Linked DNA regions of Gossypium hirsutum: region 2 is linked to region 1. Evidence: chromatin contacts called from public Hi-C data. All regions are on one chromosome and are shown on one strand. Each heading gives the region's core, a stretch centred on a gene start, on an enhancer-like site or on the middle of the called end of the contact. The rest is flanking DNA. Distances are from core to core; before and after follow the strand shown.

Evidence for each region. A called contact is a pair of places that touch in the nucleus more often than the background predicts.
Region 2: a Hi-C map of hypocotyl shows a contact between it and region 1, with 3 times the contacts expected there. The contact joins the promoter of LOC107951427 here to the promoter of LOC107951438 in region 1. A contact is called at or near these places in 2 of 34 Hi-C or Micro-C datasets (hypocotyl and leaf).

What each region holds. Positions count from the first base shown.
Region 1 is chrA02:15,268,940-15,272,672 of Gossypium_hirsutum_v2.1, reverse strand. It overlaps LOC107951438 (mitogen-activated protein kinase kinase kinase 1), which reads left to right and starts at 2,050. Exons shown (of 9, transcript XM_041085349.1): 1 at 2,050-3,266. The coding sequence starts at 2,260.
Region 2 is chrA02:15,633,816-15,637,193 of Gossypium_hirsutum_v2.1, reverse strand. LOC107951427 reads left to right here and starts at 1,998. Exons shown (of 12, transcript XM_016886478.2): 1 at 1,998-2,449; 2 at 2,560-2,647; 3 at 2,740-2,839; 4 at 2,936-3,009; 5 at 3,092-3,163; 6 at 3,293-3,370. The coding sequence starts at 2,367.

The DNA.
Region 1 (3,733 bases), core at 801-3,300:
ACAATTTTGCTACCATTTTATTATTATATTATTACTATTTTGTTGTTAATGTTTGGATATTGTATAACACTTGTTTTATTGTTAATTTTGCTACTATTTTAGAGGTATTTGCTTGTTAAGTTGTACTTATCTTATTGTTATTTAAGTACAAATATTTTTTTAATTTATTTTTAATTTGTTAGAAAATTTTTATTTTAATATTTTTAGTATATTTGATATATCATATTTTTTAATTTTTTTATATAAAAACAAAAATTAAAAAATTAATACAAGCAGGCTAGACTTAAACAAATATTTAAACTTATTTTTCAAACTGAGCTAAAGCCAAACTTATCAATCGGACCTAAAATTTTATTACAACTTAACTCAACCTTAAAAAATATGGTATGATGTAAATGTGAATTGAATGAGTTAACTAAAATTTTATAAATAAATCTTGATTCCAATTGAATCAAATTAAAATTAGAGTGGATGGCTCCACTCACATAGCATTACACTAATTCAATTCCAGTAGAGATAGATTTTGTTTTAGAGTATAAATCTCACCATACTCTTAACATTACGCAAATTCACACATTTACCAAGGATAATGACGAATATCCATGTTGGTCTACTTTTGATGCCAGCCGCTGTAGACCATTAACCCCTTTGTTTTTATACACATCTTTCTATATTTGATATCAATTTTTTTTTAAAAAAATTTGATTTTTATTTATAAATTTTGAAGTCAAAATTTTATTTAAAAATATCTAATCTTTGTTCATGAGGTTTAGACACTACACACCTAATCTGGTCAATATAAAATTTAAGATTTATTTTTTAGGTTTAGATTCAGTTTGGTACGAAAAATAAACTTAAAATTATGTTTAAGTTTTATTCAAATTAAAAATACTAAATCTGAATCTAATCTGTCTAGCCCGTATTTATTTTTTAAAATTATTTTTATATAAAAATAAACTTAAAAATATAACACATTAAATACATTAAAATAAATATTTCCTAACAAATTAAAAATACATTAGAAAAGCCTTTATACTTAAAAAACACTAAGATAGTTGTAACTTAGCAAAGTTGCAAATTTAATAATAAAACATGAGTTATACAATATCTAAACAATAATAATAATATAATAGCAATATAATAATAAAATGAAAGCAAAACAATAATGAAACAACCACAAAACAACTAATTCTGACTGGCTCGATCCTGAACAAAAATAATTTTACCTGAAACTTAACTTGTTTAGAGAATTAGTCTTATTTTTTTGTCCAACCCTATTTTTCAAGTTTATATTTTATCTAAATTCTCTTACTTTTCAAATAAGCCCTCGAACTTGGACAAGTGACTCAGACAATGATTAGATTAAAGACACTATTAGCAAAAGCTAAGGCACTAGACCTTAAAAGGTTTGAATCTTATTCTTTCTTTGTTGTATTGTATATTGGTTAAGTTTTATATTACGATTGATCATAAATATATATATATATATATATTTGTATATGTATTATAGTTGTGGGACTTTAAAAAAAAAATTGTAACTCCAACACAATAAATTTGGGTATAAGCTTATTATTCATGTGGCGACAAATTTACGATAAAAGTATTATGAAGATTCTTATATTAGAAATCAAATTATATTTTATATTTTTATTAAAATTTAGATAAATTAATTCTTATACGTTAAATTAAAGAACAATTCAATTTTTTCTATTAAATATTCATCAATTTTTTAATATACAAAATAATCAATTTATTTTTTAATCTAATATATATGATTAATTTACATTTTTTTAAATATAATCAATATCATACAATTAAAATATAAATACAAATATGAGTAACTATAAATATTAAACTATTTCAAATGGACAGTCTAAGCAACTATTCGATTACAAACGGCCTAGTGATTACAATCCAAAATAAAATTTACAAACTGAAGGAGCTAACTGGATAAAAAAGTAATCCTTGGATGCAAAGATTTAAAAATTTCTTGCAAGCGACACGTGGCGACGCGTATAATCTCTTTATTTCTCTCTCTTCCGACGGCGTTTACTAGCCAGCCACTCTGTCTACCATTATCACGTTTTTTTTCTCTCTCTTTAGGTCAGCCGCTTTTCGCTCCCAATTTTTCTCACCTAAATTTTCCCAGGAAAGTTACGGAGAAAAAGAACAAAAGCGTTTCTCTTTCTTAAATTGATATTTTCGGAAACCCTATGCTGCTTTAGCTTTTTTTTTGAATTTTGATGGATTCTGTTCCACATGCATCACTTACCTCGATTCTTTAGCAATAGAGTCGCCATGGACTCGAAAAGGAGCAGAAGAAAACCTAGACTCGAGCGACGCAATGCAGCGAAGGACATCGATTACGATGCGGGCTCGTTTTGTTCGTCTCTCGATGATTCTTCTTCTTCTTCTTCTCCTCTAGTCACACGATCGCTCGATTTGTATCAAACAAGCTTTCGTCTCGAAGGAACCGACGGAGAGCTCGATCGAATTTGTCGGAGCTTGGGCCTTAATGGTCCTGAAGATTTTTCAATCCCGACCGCCGCCTGGGAGGCCCGTAAGATCAGATCGTCGTCGGATCTTCTGCCTCGGTCCAGATTAAACCGGTTGGATAGTCCTAAAGAAGAGACAGCTCTAGTAAAAGGCGGCGCCGGCGCTGAAGTAACAGTAGATGAATTGGCTGAGAGGGTTTTGGCTACTGAGTTGACTCGGAAGGACTCGTCCGAGTCGAAAAGGGAATGCTGCTTTTCTGATAAAATTGCGGTGGATAATACTACGACAACCGAATTGAAGTCAAGCACGTCTTGCGTTTCGAATGTTGTTGTTGGAGGAGGGAATAGTGGAATTAAAGGGGATAAGCCACCGTTTTTAAAGCCACCTCCGGGAATGAAGCTAAAAGCGATCGATAACGGCTGCTCCACCTGGGATCTGTTTAGGGATTTCGGCCCCGATGACGATAGAGGGTGTGCGATTCCGGTTAACTCACATTCGTCTTCCGATGACGAAGAATATAAAAGAGAGGACGGTGGGTTTAATGAGGGAAATACTAAGGAGGAAAATTTAATGAGAATAGGAGACAATGCGGTGCTTTCAGAGTCTTGTTCTTTCACAACTTCGAATGATGATGATTCTTCGAGTACTACAACAGAGCCTATGTCAAATATTTCTCCTAACGGTAGGTTCAAAAGGACAATTACTTATTGGGAGAAAGGTGAGCTTCTGGGAAGTGGATCATTTGGATCGGTTTACGAAGGGATTTCTGAGTAAGTGATTTGATACTCTGCCTATAATATAACATCCATTTTCATTTAGTAGCTTTTGTTGCAAGTTATTTTATCTTTGGGCACCTTATTTTATCTTTTGTTTCAAGCATCTGGGGTTAGGAAGTGTTCTTGGTCTTAGTTAAGCATTTAAGAAAGCGCCTCTGTATGGCTCCTTTCTTCTTTAGAGAGCACCTTCTTACATGTTTGGCTTGATGGATTAAGGATAGTAGCATCTTAGGATTGCTAGATTTCATTTATATGGTGAATTCCAAATGTGACTACTTTTTGGACATCTCATGTTTCTGCGTCTTGAACATGAAGGTTTGATGTATTTTAGCCTGCACTATCATCTGTCTTTAAGTGTTACTTTGTTTTTGTTTTTTATTTTTGCTGCTTGAAGTTTTGCATGATTGGACCTACATTTTTTGTGGGCAATTTGTGAATGGTAGTAAGTCCTGTTTTAGAAA
Region 2 (3,378 bases), core at 749-3,248, 360 kb before region 1:
TAAAATTGTATATTCTTGTGGTATCAATGAGGATACATTGGTTAGGCACTTAGGATGGTTGATTTAGCATGTTTTTTTATCTTGTTTAATGTCACTTTGAATAGGTCTTTTGGTTGGTAAATGGGTTACTTAGAGTCCAGGTAAGCTTGAAATGGTAAACTTGTTGTTTAAGGTTCATTTTGGGTCCACACGGCTTGAGACACGGGCATGTGACTCAACTGTGTGAGATACACGACTGTGTATCATCTGATGAGTTCTTTAGGGTGTAAGCCAGTAAGTTACACAGCCTAACACATGGCCTGGCACACGAGTGTGTCAGGCAACTCAAAGAGTTAGACGTCCTGGCACACGGGTGTGTGACACAACCTTGTGAGACAACCGTGTGACCCTACTTAGAGAGTTACACGAGTGTGAACTCAGGTTGGGACACGGCCGTGTGTCCATAGTTCAATTGTTGTATAGCCTGAGACACAGGGGTCTCAGCTGTGTGATCCTTGTTTTGTAAAATTTTGCATCTTTTTCTTAAACTTACCAAATTATTTCAGATTGGTCCCAAATTGTTTCTAGGTTATTGTTAGGGCCTCGAGGACTCGATTTAGGGACGTTGTGCATGAGTATGAATGGTTTGTGGTGTGATTATTATATTGATTGATAAAATGTTTAAATGTTTTTTATTGTTTTGTAATACTCTGTAACCCTAATTCGACAATGGAGACGGTTCGGGGTGTTACATATACATTTCAGAATGTGCAAATTAATCATTTCGTTAAATTTATATATTAAATGATGACTTGGAACGTTAATTGCATGTTGAAAATTATCTTTTAATGGGTAAACTATAAAATGGTCACCCAACTATGCCTTTCATCCTATTTTGATCACTCAACTATTATTTTTCAATTTAGCCTTTAAACTTTTCAAATTAAATATTTTAGCCACTTTAAGTTGATGTGGGCTTTCTTTGTTGGTCTAGCAATAAAATTAGCCTTCTAATGTTCACATATTCTATTAATTTGATCCTAAATATAAAAAAAATTTAACAAATTTAGCCCTCAATGTTTACAAAAATTTTCATTTTAGTTCCAATTCTAAAAAAAATAATAAATTTGGCCTCAACATTTACAAAATCTATCAATCTAGTCTTATCTCTAAAAATGGAAATATATATATATTTTAAAAAATTATTTTTAGCCCTTTATAACCCATATACTAAACTACATAAGATATTAAAATAAGAAAAAATGTACCCTCTTCCAAGTCACTCGCATCAATTTCTTTTACTATAATTTAGGCTTCACACTGGACCAAATTAATTGATTTAGAACCTATATGGAATAATTGGTTGCATTACTACCCAGACAGATAACGTTTTTAATGCCTTCATTTTTTTTTGGATCTTAAATTTTTGTGTGTTTTATCCAATCTTTTTAGAGTTATTTTGCAAGTGACTCGAAAGAGGGTATTCTTTTTCTTATTTTAACATCTCACATAGTCGATGGGTTATAAAGGGCTAAAACTGATATTTTTTTAAAAATATTTTTAAATTTTTAGGGTTAGGACTAAATTGATAGATGTTTTATATTTTGAGGGCCAAATTCATTGGATTTTTTATAATTAAAACTAAAATGACAAATTTTGTAAACATTGAAGGCTAAATTTGTTAAATTTTTTATATTTAGCATCAAATTGATAGAATGTGCAAACATTAGAGGGCTAATTTTATTACTAGAGCAATAAAAAAAAGCTCACATGAGCTTAGAGTGGTTAAAATATTTAATTTCGAAAATTTTAGTGATTAAAATGAAAAAATTAATGATTGAGTGACCAAAATAGAATGAAAGGCATAGTTGGGTAACCATTTTTATAGTTTATCCATAAAGAATATAATTTTCAGCATGATTTAACGATGCATGTTGTTATTTAACAAATAAAATTTAATAGAGGGGCTTGTAAGTTTCGAAATATATAAGGGTTAATTTACCCATTTCTTCAGTACAGAGGCCGAAATGCAATCCTTCCCTAACTGCAGTGGCTTCCCTGGTATTTTACCAAAATAATATCATACTAATTTACATAAAACTCGGAGTCCGGATAACGAAGCTGTACAAAAACCAGGCACACAATGTCAAAACGGTGTCGTATTCAGTTGCAGTCTCCTACGTCGTGGTACATCTCCGGTGGTGACTGATTCATCATAGACGGTCAACTCCATCTCAGCTCAACCTCTGCAACGCTTTACCCTTCAAAACAACGAAAAAAGGGGCGGCGGTCTGGGGGAATCCCTATATTTTAATCCACACTAATATTCTCTTTATGGATTTCGATTTTCGATTCTTTTGACGAAGAAGACGAAGATTTATAATTATATGATGTCAAAGAAAGCCAGCAACTGCGCTATTTGCGACAATTCAAATCGCGCTTCTATTTGCGCCGTTTGCGTCAATTACAGGTACGTTAAAAAATCGTCGCTAAAAAAGTGAAATATTTTTATATTATAATATTTAAAATTTTAAGCTGTTAACTTGCTCTTTGATTTCCTCGATGAACTGTTCTTTGCAGATTAAATGAGTATAATTCTTTGTTAAAATCATTGAAAAACCATCGTGATTTGTTATATTCAAAATTAAACGAACTGATTGCCGCAAAGGTTTGATTTCTTTCACTTAGTTGGAAATTTATTTGTTTATTAATGCCTTTTTCTCTTTTCGAGATTGGTCTTGATTTGTTTTTATTATTTAGGGGAAAGCTGATGATCAACTGAATTGGAGAGTTCGTCAAAGCGAGAAGCTAACTAACTTGAAAGAGAAGCTTCGTCGAAGCAAGGAACAATTAGCTCAAGGTTTTGATGCTTACTCCTTAGTTCTTATTTCTGTTTTCTGGAAAAAAATTGTTTATATTTATTTATTAGGATCTGATAAACAGTTCTTTATTATAGGTAAGGTTAAGATTGAGAGAGTGTCTCATGAGTTAAAGGTTAAGTATGGAGTGCTTAAATCAGCTCGTGGCATGGTACTAACTTTGTTCGTTTTCGGTTTCTTCACGAGAATCGAAAGCTTTCTGAATGATAGTTATAGGTATTTTATCTTTGCAGTTGGAAAAGAATCGTGTGGAAAAGCTCGAAAAGTTCTATCCCAATCTTATTTGCACACAAAGCCTGGGGCATGTGAGGACTATTTGTCTTTTATGTTTATTTACTTATGAGGTTTTAGATTTATGTTTATGCTAGGTTCTTTGGTTTTTCTCGTCTATTACAATGTACAACTTTTGACTTATGACATTATCTGAGTTGCAGATGGCAATTACCTCAGAACGTCTTCACAAGCAATCGGTTGTCATAAAACAGATATGCAAATTGTTTCCCCAACGTCGTGTAAGTGC